Linked DNA regions of Mus musculus: region 1 is linked to region 2. The links are chromatin contacts, called in public Hi-C maps. All regions are on one chromosome and are shown on one strand. The core of a region is the stretch at or near the end of the contact, and the rest is flanking DNA. Distances in the headings are between cores, read along the strand shown.

The links. A called contact is a pair of places that touch in the nucleus more often than the background predicts.
Region 1: a Hi-C map of bone marrow-derived macrophages shows a contact between it and region 2, with 21 read pairs. The contact joins two enhancer-like sites. A contact is called at or near these places in 2 of 15 datasets of contacts at CTCF or cohesin (the NIH/3T3 cell line and large pre-B cells), 5 of 484 Hi-C or Micro-C datasets (CD8 T cells, LSK cells, bone marrow-derived macrophages and 2 more), 3 of 115 datasets of contacts at active chromatin or transcription factors (bone marrow-derived macrophages, embryonic stem cells and microglia) and 4 of 9 other capture datasets (adipose tissue, embryonic stem cells, liver and 1 more).

Annotation. Positions count from the first base shown.
Region 1 is chr10:8,238,406-8,245,097 of GRCm38.p6, reverse strand. All of the region lies in intron 7 of Ust (uronyl-2-sulfotransferase), which reads left to right. All of the region lies in intron 2 of 4930573G07Rik (a long non-coding RNA gene), which reads right to left. Among named protein-coding and RNA genes, the nearest start is that of 4930573G07Rik, 32 kb to the right of the region's middle. Within about 2 kb of position 4,662, at least 13 of the 459 cell types and tissues checked have an H3K27ac peak or open chromatin away from gene starts, as enhancers often do. A contact at or near this core is called in bone marrow-derived macrophages, where this site is marked.
Region 2 is chr10:7,920,537-7,926,888 of GRCm38.p6, reverse strand. Tab2 (TGF-beta activated kinase 1/MAP3K7 binding protein 2) reads left to right here. Exons shown (of 7, transcript NM_138667.3): 2 at 2,017-2,204; 3 at 6,275-6,352. The coding sequence starts at 2,103. Among named protein-coding and RNA genes, the nearest start is that of Tab2, 32 kb to the left of the region's middle. Within about 2 kb of position 3,263, at least 7 of the 459 cell types and tissues checked have an H3K27ac peak or open chromatin away from gene starts, as enhancers often do. A contact at or near this core is called in bone marrow-derived macrophages, where this site is marked.

The DNA.
Region 1 (6,692 bases), core at 3,413-5,912, 320 kb before region 2:
AGGGCCTGTCTTTGCCCTTCCTGTTACACTGCGGCCCTGCCATTTGGGTAGATGGCCTGACAGGTTCTTCAAAAGCCTCCCAGCTCTCTCCTGAAATGAAAATCTAATTTATCTGCATGTAAGAATGTGCCTGAAAACCTAAAGGTGAGCCCTGCTGAGAGCCTTCCTATCAGAAAATCGGTTTGAAGAGCTAGACGTATAATGAGTCTTCAATAGCTGGGCTTTGGAAGTAGAGCTCCCTCTGTCCTTCTGATAACAGACACATGCAGGAGTTTACCGAGTCTATTGAATGGGAAGGGTGTCAGCATGGTGCTGTGTCTGATGACTGCTCTGTGAGACACTGTGAGCCTCCCTCTCTTTGTGCAGCCCTAGAGAGGGTTTACCCTACATTAGAGTCGTAAAGGAAGACTTCAGGCATTCTTATGTGGACCCGTCCTCTGTCTGTCTGTCTTGGCTCTCTCTCTTCCTCTCCTCCCTCTTCCTCCCCCACCCTCTCTTTGTAAGTGAAGGAAAGACAGGAGAAAGAGAGGAGGTGGGGATAAAGAGCTGACTGAATCTTGGTGACACATATTTATCCAGACATCTGTTAAATGGCAAGATATGAAGCCATTTACATCTGTTTTTAAGCTGGACAGTAGTAGCGCACACCTTTAATCCCAGCACTTGGGAGGCAGAGGCAGGCGGTTTTCTGAGTTCGAGGTGAGCCTGGTCTACAGAGTGAGTTCCAGGACAGCCAAGACTACAACACTGTCTCGAAAAACAAAAAAACAAAACATCTGTTTTTAAACACATATAAGCCTCCAATGACAAGTGTATCCAAAGGGGCATGCACCTAGCTGCTGCTTGAATTAACTTTCTATTTTCTTCAGCTAAATGGATGGCATCTCTGAAACGGTGGGCCTTGACCCCACGATCTGTAAGCACACTCACTAAAGTAGAGGAGACCTGTGAAGATTGGGTCACCCTTAGCTCTTTGACCTACAGCTACCGTCTTCCCACCAGTAAATTAAAACTCTTTCCCTTTTGATTTTGGCAGTAACGATGTGGTAAAGTCCTCAGGAGGAGTCAGGGACATCTGGTATTCCTGTGTAGTAGGATGAAAAGCTTCCAGAAGCCTGGTGCAGCTGCTCCATGGGGTTACGTGGTGTGGTACATCGAATCTGTTTTCAGGATGCATCTGGGGTGCCCTAGCTCTTTTCCAAGAGCAAAGTGATAAAAAAAAAAAAAAAGAATAATTCCTGGCACAGAAGGGGTTCCCAAGACCCCTGCTGTCTGTTCTAAACTCAGTTACTGAGTAGAGATTGTGGCAATACAATTTATGACCCCAGATTAGCTCTCTGCTGATGTGAAGTGTGTGCATGCATGACCAAATGAACTTCGGACGGAGAGTTCAGCAACTTCTGTGTACTGTGGTGGCTTGGCATTGTCTTCTGCTATTCCCTTACAATGACGCCGAAGGCCAAGGGAGCAAACGGTTCCTCTGTCCTAATAGTCTCCGCGTCCCCCAAGGTAGAGGATGTGGGTTAAGCAGAAACTCCTGACCAACCTCTTGTTCTATTTAGACTTCTGCAGACACAACGTGCAATATTGCTCTGTCACCATGATGCATTGGTGGGTTAAAGGTCAGACAGGTGAAAGGGCGTGTAGCGCTCTTCTACCTGTCCACACCAGAATGCCTTGTTCTCGTGGACGGCACACTAGAATCCTGAAGCTTCCCCGTATGCAAGAATTCTAGGGCTGATAGCGCAATTCGCTGGTCGAGCTCTTTCCTAGCAGGCCTACAGCCTGGCTATGATCCCCAGATCCTACAGTCACACTATTCGCGTTGCCTCAGCTGTCTGCAAGCAAGAAGAGAAAGAGCCAGTGGTCAGCCCTCCTCTCTTTACTCAGTCTGGGACACCACCCCACAGGATGGTAGCGGCCACCAGGAGATGGTTTTCTCTCCTCCATTGAACCTTCCAGGAAGCACCTTCAGAAAACACCCAAACGTATATTTTCATGATGACCCAATTCAATCAGGTTTACAATGAGATCATCACACACCCCTTCTTCTTTCTGCTAAATCCCCATGATCTTTACTTTTTACCCCTGCCCCCTTTGAAAGAAAAACAGAAGCCAACCTAGAGAAGTCTATAGTCCCTCTGTACGAAGCCCCTTACGATGAAGGGAAGAGAAAGACCGCGGTATTTCTGAGCCATGAATTTTAATGTGTCTGTGTCTCCTTTCCTCAGCTCCCAAGCCCTGAAATGTTGGTTCAGTGGGAGAGCATTTGCCTACGATGCTCACAGTGCTGAGTGTGATCGCCAGTGCCACCAAAGCAAGCAAGCAAGCAAACCTAGCATACTGTGAGCTGACAGAAATTTCTCAGGCCTCATTTTGCATGCTAAGTTGCAGGGATTGATGGTAACAGCTAAAATAAATAAGCAAGTTAATTTAAAAACAAAGAGCACCTGACTATATGTAATAGAAGCAGTTCTGGCGGGACCAGTAACTGAGTTAGTCTTGTTCAATAGTAACCAAGTTAGTATTGTTCAATAGCGCCACCTAGCTGGTGGACGGAACTGTGTGGCCTGGTGAAACCCATAACTTTCCTTCTTCAAAAGCTTGAGAACTCACGTGTCCTCTCCTTTTACCTTGTGTTTGAAATGCTTTCCATTACTAGAATTACTTCAGTATTCATCTTCTTGTTTCCATTGTAATTATAAGCCCTGGGGCATGATGGGAAACTCAGTAGGCATTCAGGGGAGGCTTGGGGAACACAGTTGGCAGCCATCAAAATAAATTCCAAACCATCTACTCAAGTACTAACCTCGCAAACTAAGTCCATTTACAAGGGGCTGTTTTAGAAAATATGTTCGCACGTTTTACAGGTAAGGATGACAAAGGACACGTCAAATGTTGTGCCAGCTAGATTTTTTGCTTGTTCATTGTCTATAAGTGACCGCTAGACCCCCACCCCACCCCTCAAGGTCTTTGATCAGTATTACAGTGTTTGTGAGTTAATTTGCATTGCAGTATTCAAATGAGAGCATTTGCTAGAAGTAACAGATGCATAAAAGAAAATTTTTAAATGGTGTACCACACCATTTAAAGTCTAGTTTTTACCAATCTAGAAATTAAAGAAAAAAAAATCCAACAGAATTAAAACAAATACTGAATGAATGCTTGGTTTCTATATAACCAAAGTCATTCTTGAAGTCTGGAGAGATGGCTCAGTAGTTAAGAGCACTGAGTGCTCTTCCAGAGGTTCAGAGTTCAAGTCCCAGCAACTACACGGTGGTGTACAACCATCTGTGATGGGATCCGATGCCCTCTTCTGGTGTGTACTTATAAAATAAATGAATAATAATTATTTTTTAAAAGTCATTCTTATGAAAGAGTGCTAACCTGAGCCAGGAAGCTCTCCTGGCATATTCTCTGCCCTGGGTCAGATGTGTAGCCTGAACAGTGACATTCTTACTGTGTGACCTTCAGGGTTTGTCTCGCTGAGATCTAAGGTCTCATGCGGTGTGCTTTTGAGCTCCTTGTTCAGCCCCCAGTTCCCACAGTCCTCTCGTAGTCCTGGGTAGTCCACAGTGCCTTTTGTGTGGTGATGGAGATCATCCATCTGTATCTGCAGCCTAGAGAGGGCTCACTGTCCAGAATTCTATCTTCCTTGGGGCTGCTGCTACCAGGGTGATCAAGGCAAAGATCTCCCTGCTGGTCATTTCTAGTCTTCATTCTCCATGCCATCTGTGTTTATCGTGGTGGTTAACTAAAGGTTGTCAGAAGGCATGGTCACTTATTAGCAGTATGGCCATGGCAAGGTACCCACCTGAAGCCTCAGCCTTCCCCGTCTGTATAATGTGCATAAATGTTACCTATCTTAAAGGGGCAGAATCCATAGTCCTTAAGATATATTGAGCATTCAGTGATGAGCTATCATCAGGCATAGCTGTGAAAAAACATGACTTTAGATTTCGCTGTAATCTCTATAGCCAGAAAAGGAGGGAAGCGTGAAGGAAGGCAGAAGATGAGGTGTGTGTGTGTGTGTGTGTGTGTGTGAGAGAGAGAGAGAGAGAGAGAGAGAGAGAGAGAGAGAGAGAGAGAGAGGTGGGACGAGCAAATGGGCAAGACTAAGAGAAGAGGAAAGGAGGAGTGTCATCTTAGCTCATCAGTTACAGCTGATCTGTGACTATGGCCCTTCTGCCGTGAAGACATTACACTTCTCTATTTCTGTCTTAGGAGAAGGGGAAGCATTCTCTTCCGGGGAATTTTGTGTTTCTCAAGGGAGACCCTTAACTGGAAACACTGCCACACTGACATGCCTGATCAGCAGATAAAGAGCACATATCATCCAAGTCAGTAGGAACTTGCTTAAACTGTCTGAATTCTTACCAGAAATGTCCGAGAGTTAGGACTTTGAAATGAAGTCCACCATTGAGATTTGACTCGGGACCAGTTCCCCTTAACTGGTGCTGAATTTTGGGTCTTGCGGTGTACCTGCCATTTAATAGATAATGCATGCCCAAATGCAAATATTTATTACAATGATGATGATTTTAATGAAGGGAGATTCACGGTTTCTGTCTTGCTAGTTTGTTTTCCATAGCCAAACATCCATCAGAATGTTAAGGCACTGTTAGCCTTTCTCCAGCAGGGGGCAGCATTGCTCTATTTTCTCCAGGAGATACCCATGGTTTCCAGTCAAAACTCAGCCCCTGCAGAGCAGAGGAATCATCCTTACTGTCTGAACATAGATATGCGAGCCCAGTTCAAACAACCTGAAATTTCACTAACTTTAGACATCTAACTTGCATTTTATGGGAGCCACTGGTATTGGAGGTGTAGGAGTTCACAATCAAATATGTTCATCTCCAGTTAGTCTCTATGTGATGTTTATGCACACATGTATATGTACTGTTAGTTCAGAACACACCTATCTACAATTCTAAAATACCCATATTAAACAGGTGCTGCCTTTCATCTTTCATTTCCATTTTTATTTCATATTTTCTATTGTTGCTGACCTAAAACAAAAGCTTTGAAAATTCCTGGAACCTTAAAGTAATTTAATAATGCCAGAAGAAATTAATATAACTTCAGAAGCCAATGAAGTTCTTTAGATAATTATCATTGCTGATAGTATGACCCCTCTCTTCTCATGCTTCATCTCCTATCCATAGTCTCCAGATAGTTTTCACTAGCTCAGTCCTAAGCTCAGATTCTAATAATATTAACAGTGGATCACATGTGGGTATGTATGTGTGCGTATTTGTGTGTCTCTGTGTGTGTCTTTGTATGTGTCTGTGTATCTGTGTATGTCTGTATGTGACTATGTATGTATGTGTGTCTGTGCATGTGTATGTCTATATATGAGTGTATGTGTATTTATGAAATCTGTGTGACTGTGTATGTACGTGTGTGCGTGTGTATGTCTGTGAGTCTGTGTGTGTGAATGCCTATGTATGGGTCTCTGTGTGTTTGTCTATATATGAATGTGTGTGTATGTCTATCTGTATGTGTCTCTGTGTGTGTCTATATGAGTGTATATGTCTGTGTATATGTGTATCCTTTTGTGTATATATATATATCTGTGTCTACGTGTGTCTATGTGTACCTATCCAAGCTCAAACAAGCAGACTCATGATCTATCCTTTCTTGAGTATGGTCCTGGATCACAAACCTGCCACAGCGTCTAAAGAGGGGTCATGTGCATCGAATTTCAGAAGCTCACACAGCTCCACATAGCCAGCCTTGCTGGGTTTTGAGTGAATCCTCTAAGGTGAGGAAGCAAATCTTCTTTCCCTTTCCTAAACAAGGATCCTGGCTTTAAAGGGGCCGTAACCCTCGCCCAGTCAGCGAGTCCCATGTACAGTGCTACGACCCCAAGTAACAGAGGTGACATTCAAGCCTGAGTTCCCAGAACCACCACAAAACACCACAAAGCCGAGTCCTTCTAAAAAATCCTCCTCACCATCACGGGCTCATGGTTGTTACGCGTTCACGGTGTGTTTCCACTGAAGGCGAAAGCTTGAAGACAAGATCTGTAAATGGTCGCAGTCAAAGTAAAGTTTATGCAAGAAAACCACAAGGAAATCATAAGGTCTGAGGGTATAGTTACCTGGCAGCATGAAGCCATGGGTTCGAGTCCTAATACTGGAAGAAAAGTAAACAAGAAAGAAATGTCCACAGGTCACCTCTGGTTAAGCCACTTTGAAAATGTGGCACCTTCTGATGGCCGAGGGAGATAGAGGGAAGTTCTAGATCCTAGGTACAACCGATGACGCATCAGTGGCTGTGGGGCAAAGTGGAAAATTCCACTGCCTGGAAGAGCTTCTCTGCCTTTGCTCTCAGAAGCCTGGAGTGCTATATTTAGAGAATAGATTCCTGCAAGGGCTGATGGGACCCTGTAACTGCAGCCTGGCACCCCAATACAGCTTATAGGACTGTTATCTTATGTGCCTGCAGTCTCTATGCATATGTTAGGAAAGCTTAGATGAGAGCCTAACTCGGGCACACACATACACACACACACACACACACACACACACACACACACACACACACCACACTGGGGCTGGGGGGGGGAAGGCAAGTTTCCTCTCTCTGTGTGTTTTATCTGCTTCCTCTTGTTGCTTGTTTTATTGGAAATAGCACCGACCATGACTATATTGTTTTCAAACCTAGTTTTCATTTGCTTGTCTGCTGCT
Region 2 (6,352 bases), core at 2,014-4,513:
TTATTTCCTGAGAAGTCCAAGTATATTCACCCTTGCAGTCATGAGCTACTTTCAAGTCCATATTGCTAAATCCAGTAGCTAAGTCATTTTGGGCCTGTTCTCCATTGGTTGTCTTTTTCTTAAGTGTGGATTAGTTTTTCCTGTTTGATTTTAATCATTTAGAATATAATTAAGGACAAGGATGGCATGTAGAAAGTCTGGATTCTTCTATGTTTCCCCAGCGGATAGTGATACTTAGTTTGTTTTAGGGGACAGTTAACTATGCTGAACCCAAACTATAAACCCTGGGATCTCAGATTGGCTGTTCTAACCTGAACCTGGCTGTTCCAAGTGTCTCTCTCATATGTGTAGTTCAGAGAGCAAACCTAGTGTAGAGAGAGTACACAAGATTAGCCTTCCAATTCAAGTCCCTCTTCCTCCATGATCTGCTCTGACCTCTCAGAAAGTAGGCATAAAGTATAGTTGGGCATTTGAATGTTTCTCCTTTGTGTCCTCAGTGTGTAGAAAAGCAAGCCAACGGTAACATGCTGTGTATGCTTTAATGATAGAAGAGATTAGAATTCGTTTTCATTCTTCATCTTTAGTTAATGAAGGTGTTTCTCATTTAGGTATTTATTTTCCCATTCCTAATATTGCCTGTAAATTATTTTTCTGGGTTTAAGTCATTTGAAATGTGCTTTAGAAACTGTAATGGAAAAGAAACTTTACAGTAAAACTTTCCTTTAATGATGTTGCATCTTTTATGAACCTAGATTTGGTCTAGTCTTGGGAATACAGTGGTTAATCTTAGAGGTCTTGATCCTCTAGAGGTCACTTATAAATGTCACAGAGGAAAAAGTAGTATGTGGATATGTTTTTGGTTTGGTTTGGTTTTTTGTTTTGGTTTTTTGGTTTTTTGGGTTTTTTTGTTTTTTTGAAACAGGGTTTCTCTGTGTAGCCCTGGCTGTCCTGGAACTCACTTTGTAGTCCAGGCTTGCCTTGGACTCAGAAATCCGCCTGCCTCTACCTCTCGAGTGCTGGGATTAAAGGCGTGCGCCACCACCGCCCGGCTTGTTTTTTTAACAAAAGAAAAATGGTTAGGGAACCTGTTTTTCAGTGGGAGGCACTTGATAGTGAGTGTAAGGAAGTAGACAGAGCCTTCAAGGATCTGAGGGGATTCAGTTCAAAAGCCTCAACAAAGATATACCATACCGGACGGACGCCCATTAGCAACAGAGGGAACAGGAATGTGGTAGTTAACAAGAGGCCGCATGGTATGCAGTTTTAAGCCACACGGGTGGGAGAGTGGCTACTCTGCTGTACTGTTCACAAAGATCGTTTATGGGGAAAGACTGAGGATGTGGGAGGCAGGGAAACTGACACAGAGCAGAGGTAGGAGACTTACAGTAATAGCTAAGATGGAATAAGGTGGCCAGAAAAAAGCAGTAGGGGTGAGAAAGAATCATCAGATACAAAATACTTTTGAAACGAAACACAGGACTTGGTGGTAGATGAGCATGAAGAAGAGAATGACTGCCCATGTGAGTGATAATGGAGAGCTGAAGTAGAAAAGACTTAGTTATTTTGTGTAGAGGAGTTGATTGTGCATTTCAGAGCTGAATGTAAAGCAACATATAGATAGCAGCATTAAGTTTTAGATAAAACACATGTGGTCTTTTAGAACCACATTCTTGAAGGTTTTAAGTAAAACAAGGAAGGTCTTGTACCTAAGGCTCTCCCGTGTACTCATTAAAAAAGGTTAGGGGATCCTGAGTCTCCCTAAAAGAACGAGGAAAGACTAGACAGCATCCCAGCAGATTCCTAATTAGATGCATCTTCTGCCATTGTAGAACATACAAATATGGAGGAATTAGATCATTTCAAAATTGTCTATTAGAAACAAAAGTATGTATAGCTATATGAAAATCATTAAACCTAAGTAACACTTTTATAGTTTATAGTTAAGAGCTGTGATTATAAATCTATAGCAACATTCATTCTAAAATCAGTTCTCAATAATTTTTCTTTCTTTCACAGAAAATGCTTGGCCAGAAGAGATGAGTACTAATTCCACTCAGGCCTAGAATTGCCTATTGAGATAGACCTGAGCAGGCGACATACGAATGGCCCAAGGAAGCCACCAAATTGATTTTCAGGTTTTACATGACCTGCGACAAAAATTCCCAGAAGTGCCTGAAGTTGTTGTATCCAGGTGCATGTTACAGGTTAGTATTCAATGATTTTTTGATTTATTGATACAATACTATTTATAATATTAACCTGGTGGTTTTTAGATATTGGAGAAAAACTCTGTTAGCATTACTGTGCTGTAATGAAAAATGATCTTTGGTGTCTCATAGTAACATGGCCTCTGGCAAAATAGGGTTCTCAGTGCCTGCCTGTAATACAGGCCTTGTCTGCCCTATAGACAAGAGTTCTGCTTTCTATAATCTTGTTCCCTTTTCCTCATCCTCTCGTCAGATTTGTGAAATCCCAGATCTTTGTATGGAAATGGGGGAAAAATAATTGAGTCAGAAAGCTTGTTCTTCTGTTGATTGGTACATTTGTCAAAACAGTGTTGGCATGTCAGTCTATTATCTCTGACATGAGGGATTTGTATGAACAGTGCATAACTTCCCAATTATGAAGAAAAATGTTTTTTATATTTCTAAGTTTACTTTATAAATTTTCCAATTAATCTCTCCAATTTCTACATTTTCTTAGTATACAAAATTCTAGAAATCCATAATTCTTAGTATTTAGTGATAGTTGTAGCTGGCCATTCATTTAACCTGGAAATCTTCCTCCCAAAAGGCGTTTTGAAGATCCTTCAAAATTTGAAAGGTTATTTATAAAGTTTGATAGTGTATGAAATTTTTATCCTATTTTATAGTGACTACATATATGTCACTCATACCCTTATCATCTTTGATCTGTATTTTGAGTTGTTCTGTATGTTTTCAGCCTTAACCTAGTTTGAGTCCCACCAATCATCTTCCTAAGTGAATCCTTTCTAAATGAAGATATTATTGTTTCTTGGCAGTGTAAATACAGGTTATTATATATTTGCCATTTAAAATTTTTTTCCATGTTCTTCAAGATGAATTATATATAATCCAGGTATATTAACTGCTAGGATACGTGACTCACAGTTCTAAAAAGAGTAACAGTAATGGAAGTTCCCCATTAAAATATTTGGTAAATGAGTCAGTAGTTAGTTCACACTTATCAATGTAGAATGTAATGGAAAAAAGAAAGAGAAAAGGGAAGTGTCTTAGTTGGGTTTCTATTGCTGGGGAGCAACTAGGGGAAGAAAGGGTTCAATTGCATCTTATACTCTCAGATTAGTCTATCACTGAGGGAGCCCAAGGGAGAAACTCTAGGCAGGAGCTGAAGCAGTGCCATGAAGGAGTGTTGCTAACTGGCTTGTTCAGTTTGCTTGCTTAAGCAACTGTTAACTACCTGCCCAGGGCTGGTGCCCTCCAACAGCATTCCTTAATCAAGAAAATATCCCATAGACTTGCCTGCAGGTCAATCTGGTGGATTCAGTTCCTCGGCTGAGATCTCTACTCCCAGATTTGTCTAGGTTTGTGTCAAGTAGACAGAGACCAACCAGCATAAAAGTAATAAAGTAGGAGTCAAAGTTTGAAGAAGGTGGGAAAAGAGCCAGAAACTGGGAAGAGGGGTAAGTCTCACTTTTTTAGTTAGATAGAAGGTAGAAATGTGTAGGAAAATAAAGCTATTCTAAGGGTGTTTAGGGAGTCATTGAAAAACTAATAGAAAAATAATGTAATTTCTTTAACAAATTTCACAGATTTGATATTGAGAGAACTACCTAGAACACTTATAGTTCAGTGATTTTTTTTTTTTCTTTTTTGGTGTCTTGAGACAGAGTTTCTCTCTGTAGTCCAGGCTGACTTCAAACTTAAGAGATCCACTTGTCTCTGCCTCCTGAGTGCTGGGATTAAAGGCATGAGCCACCACTGCCCTGCAACCAGTTATATTTTAAAAATCAGAAAACTGGGAATGAAACTTAAAGTCTTTTATAGAACTGCTTAGGGTATTTTCAAAAAATAAAGAACTCTAATGTATACTTGAGTGTAATCTTGATGTATTGAGAAGACAAACCAAGCATTCCAGAGGCAGGATCACTGGGGGAAGGGGGAAGTGTATCAGTCATTTCTTTCTTCTTGTTTGCTCTCCTTGTTCAAATGGTGTGTGTGGACCATCATTTCCTAATGAAAGTTCTGGCATGATTTTATCTGATTGCTGGTAGACATTTTAACATCCTTGATTTCTTTTTGGCTCCTAATTTTCCATCCAGTGCTCCGATTTTTTTCTCCCATGTCCAAGATGTATTAGTTGGTCTCTTGTTACTCACCTGCATTATCAGATACTTATTATTGCCTGCCTTCTAACTGGCTGCTTTGTCAAAAGAATATGCATCTCCTTACATCTTATCTACTAACAGGATTTTTTTTTCCCAAAATACTCTTTTGTTGTTACTTCTCTGTTCATCTGGGTTCAGTAGCTCTCTCGGCTGCTTATAATAACAAACTGTAGTGCCGTTCATTTCTTTAAATCCTCCATTACTTAAGCCCAACCATGCATTTTACGAAGTTTCCAATGTGAACCTTTACTACAGCTAGAGATGCTCCATTCACTGTGTTGGAACATAGTTAACCTAACTCTACCATTCCCTTCACCAAGAACCTAGAGTTTCTATGTTAGTATTGGCTTTGTTTTGGGGAGGGTTGTTTGACTGTTTTCTCTTGTCCAACTTGTGTGTGCTCTGTGAACCATCAAGCAATATCTAACTCATTAATCCAGGGCTGTGTGTGTGTGTGTGTGTGTGTATACATTAATGTGTATATTAATGTGTATAGGTACAAGGATGTGAACACATGTTCATGAGAAGGGGCCTGAGATGAGAGAAACGTCTACTGTAGTTTTCTGGAGCTTTCCGTGTTGTCTCTTCGGAACAGGTCACTGAGCTGTCTCACTCTCGTGTGCATGTGTTTAGGGCTGAGCACTTGGAATTGAAGGGCTCAGCCCTGGAGAAGACTGAGTCTCCCTCTCTCAGCAGCCATTGACTGCCTATAGCTCCTCATCTAGGGATGGTGCCTTGTACAGCTTCCCTGTCCATGCTGACATGTTAAGTGGTATTGTCATTGTGCCGGTCTTATTTAGGCAGCTATAATGTTAGGATTTCATGCACGTAGCCTCCCTGTGGTTCCAGAAGACCACAGGACAGCAGGCGTCCTGGTCCACTAGCTCCTAAAGTTGCACCATCCTCTGTTCTGTGGTTAGAGGTTGTGCTGTAGATGTACCCATTGATGCCAGGCACCCACCCCATAGTTCTCTGCATTTTGACCAGTTGTAAATTTATGTAATGGTCTCTGCTGCAAAAAGAAACTGCTTTGATGAGAGGTGAGAGCTATACCTACCTGTCTGTGGTATTGTATAAATACTTAGAATTTAGCTGGAGTATTCTAAACCTAGCTAACTGTCCTTGGCTGGAGAGGTCAGGACTGAGAGAACTGACCACTGCCATTTTCCAAAACTGTCAACCTGATTGAGTTACAGGCTCTTTAGTGGGATGAAAACTCAAATCTTCCACAAGCTCAAAGATTGCTGCATATATGATTGATTTCCAATAAGTATTTTTCTGGAGAATTTATGACCAATGGTGTGGTACTTCGTTTAAAAACACTTTGTTTTGGGTTTTGCTTCTTTCTGCATATTGCTCTGGAATGGGTTTTTGTTAGGCTCTGTTGAAGGCAGAGACATGAACTCAGTTCTTTTGTTGGCTACTTTGTGCTTATATTTCATTTGTGGATGGTTTTACAAGAGGAAGAAGCACAGGTAGAACCGTGTAACAATTGGCTCTATAAATGCTCACTTCTTTTTTAAGTGCTTTGAAGAACTTTGCATCTTATCATTTCACTTTAAAAAGAAATTTAATTATACCTTATTATATTCTTAAAGTTGATTACTTTGTTCATTGTAAAAATTGTATTTTAATTAGGCTGCATTTTACTGTATTTGGATCCATCCATTTACTAAGTAGCTTCTTAGACCATGATTTATTTGGTTTACATTTATTTGTTACTAGTAAATGTTTCCATTACACTAATAGTGAGAGTTAATAAACCTAAAATAGTTCTCAAATCAAAAGATGTCTCTTGTGATTATAGTATCTGTTCACTTGTTAGTTGTGTATTTCTGTGGTAATGATAGTCTGTGTATTCACTTCTCATGACTAAGATTAACCTGTCCTTATTTTGCTCTGTAGAACAATAATAACCTGGATGCCTGCTGCGCTGTTCTCTCTCAGGAGAGTACAAGGTATCTTTATGGTGAAGGAGACCTG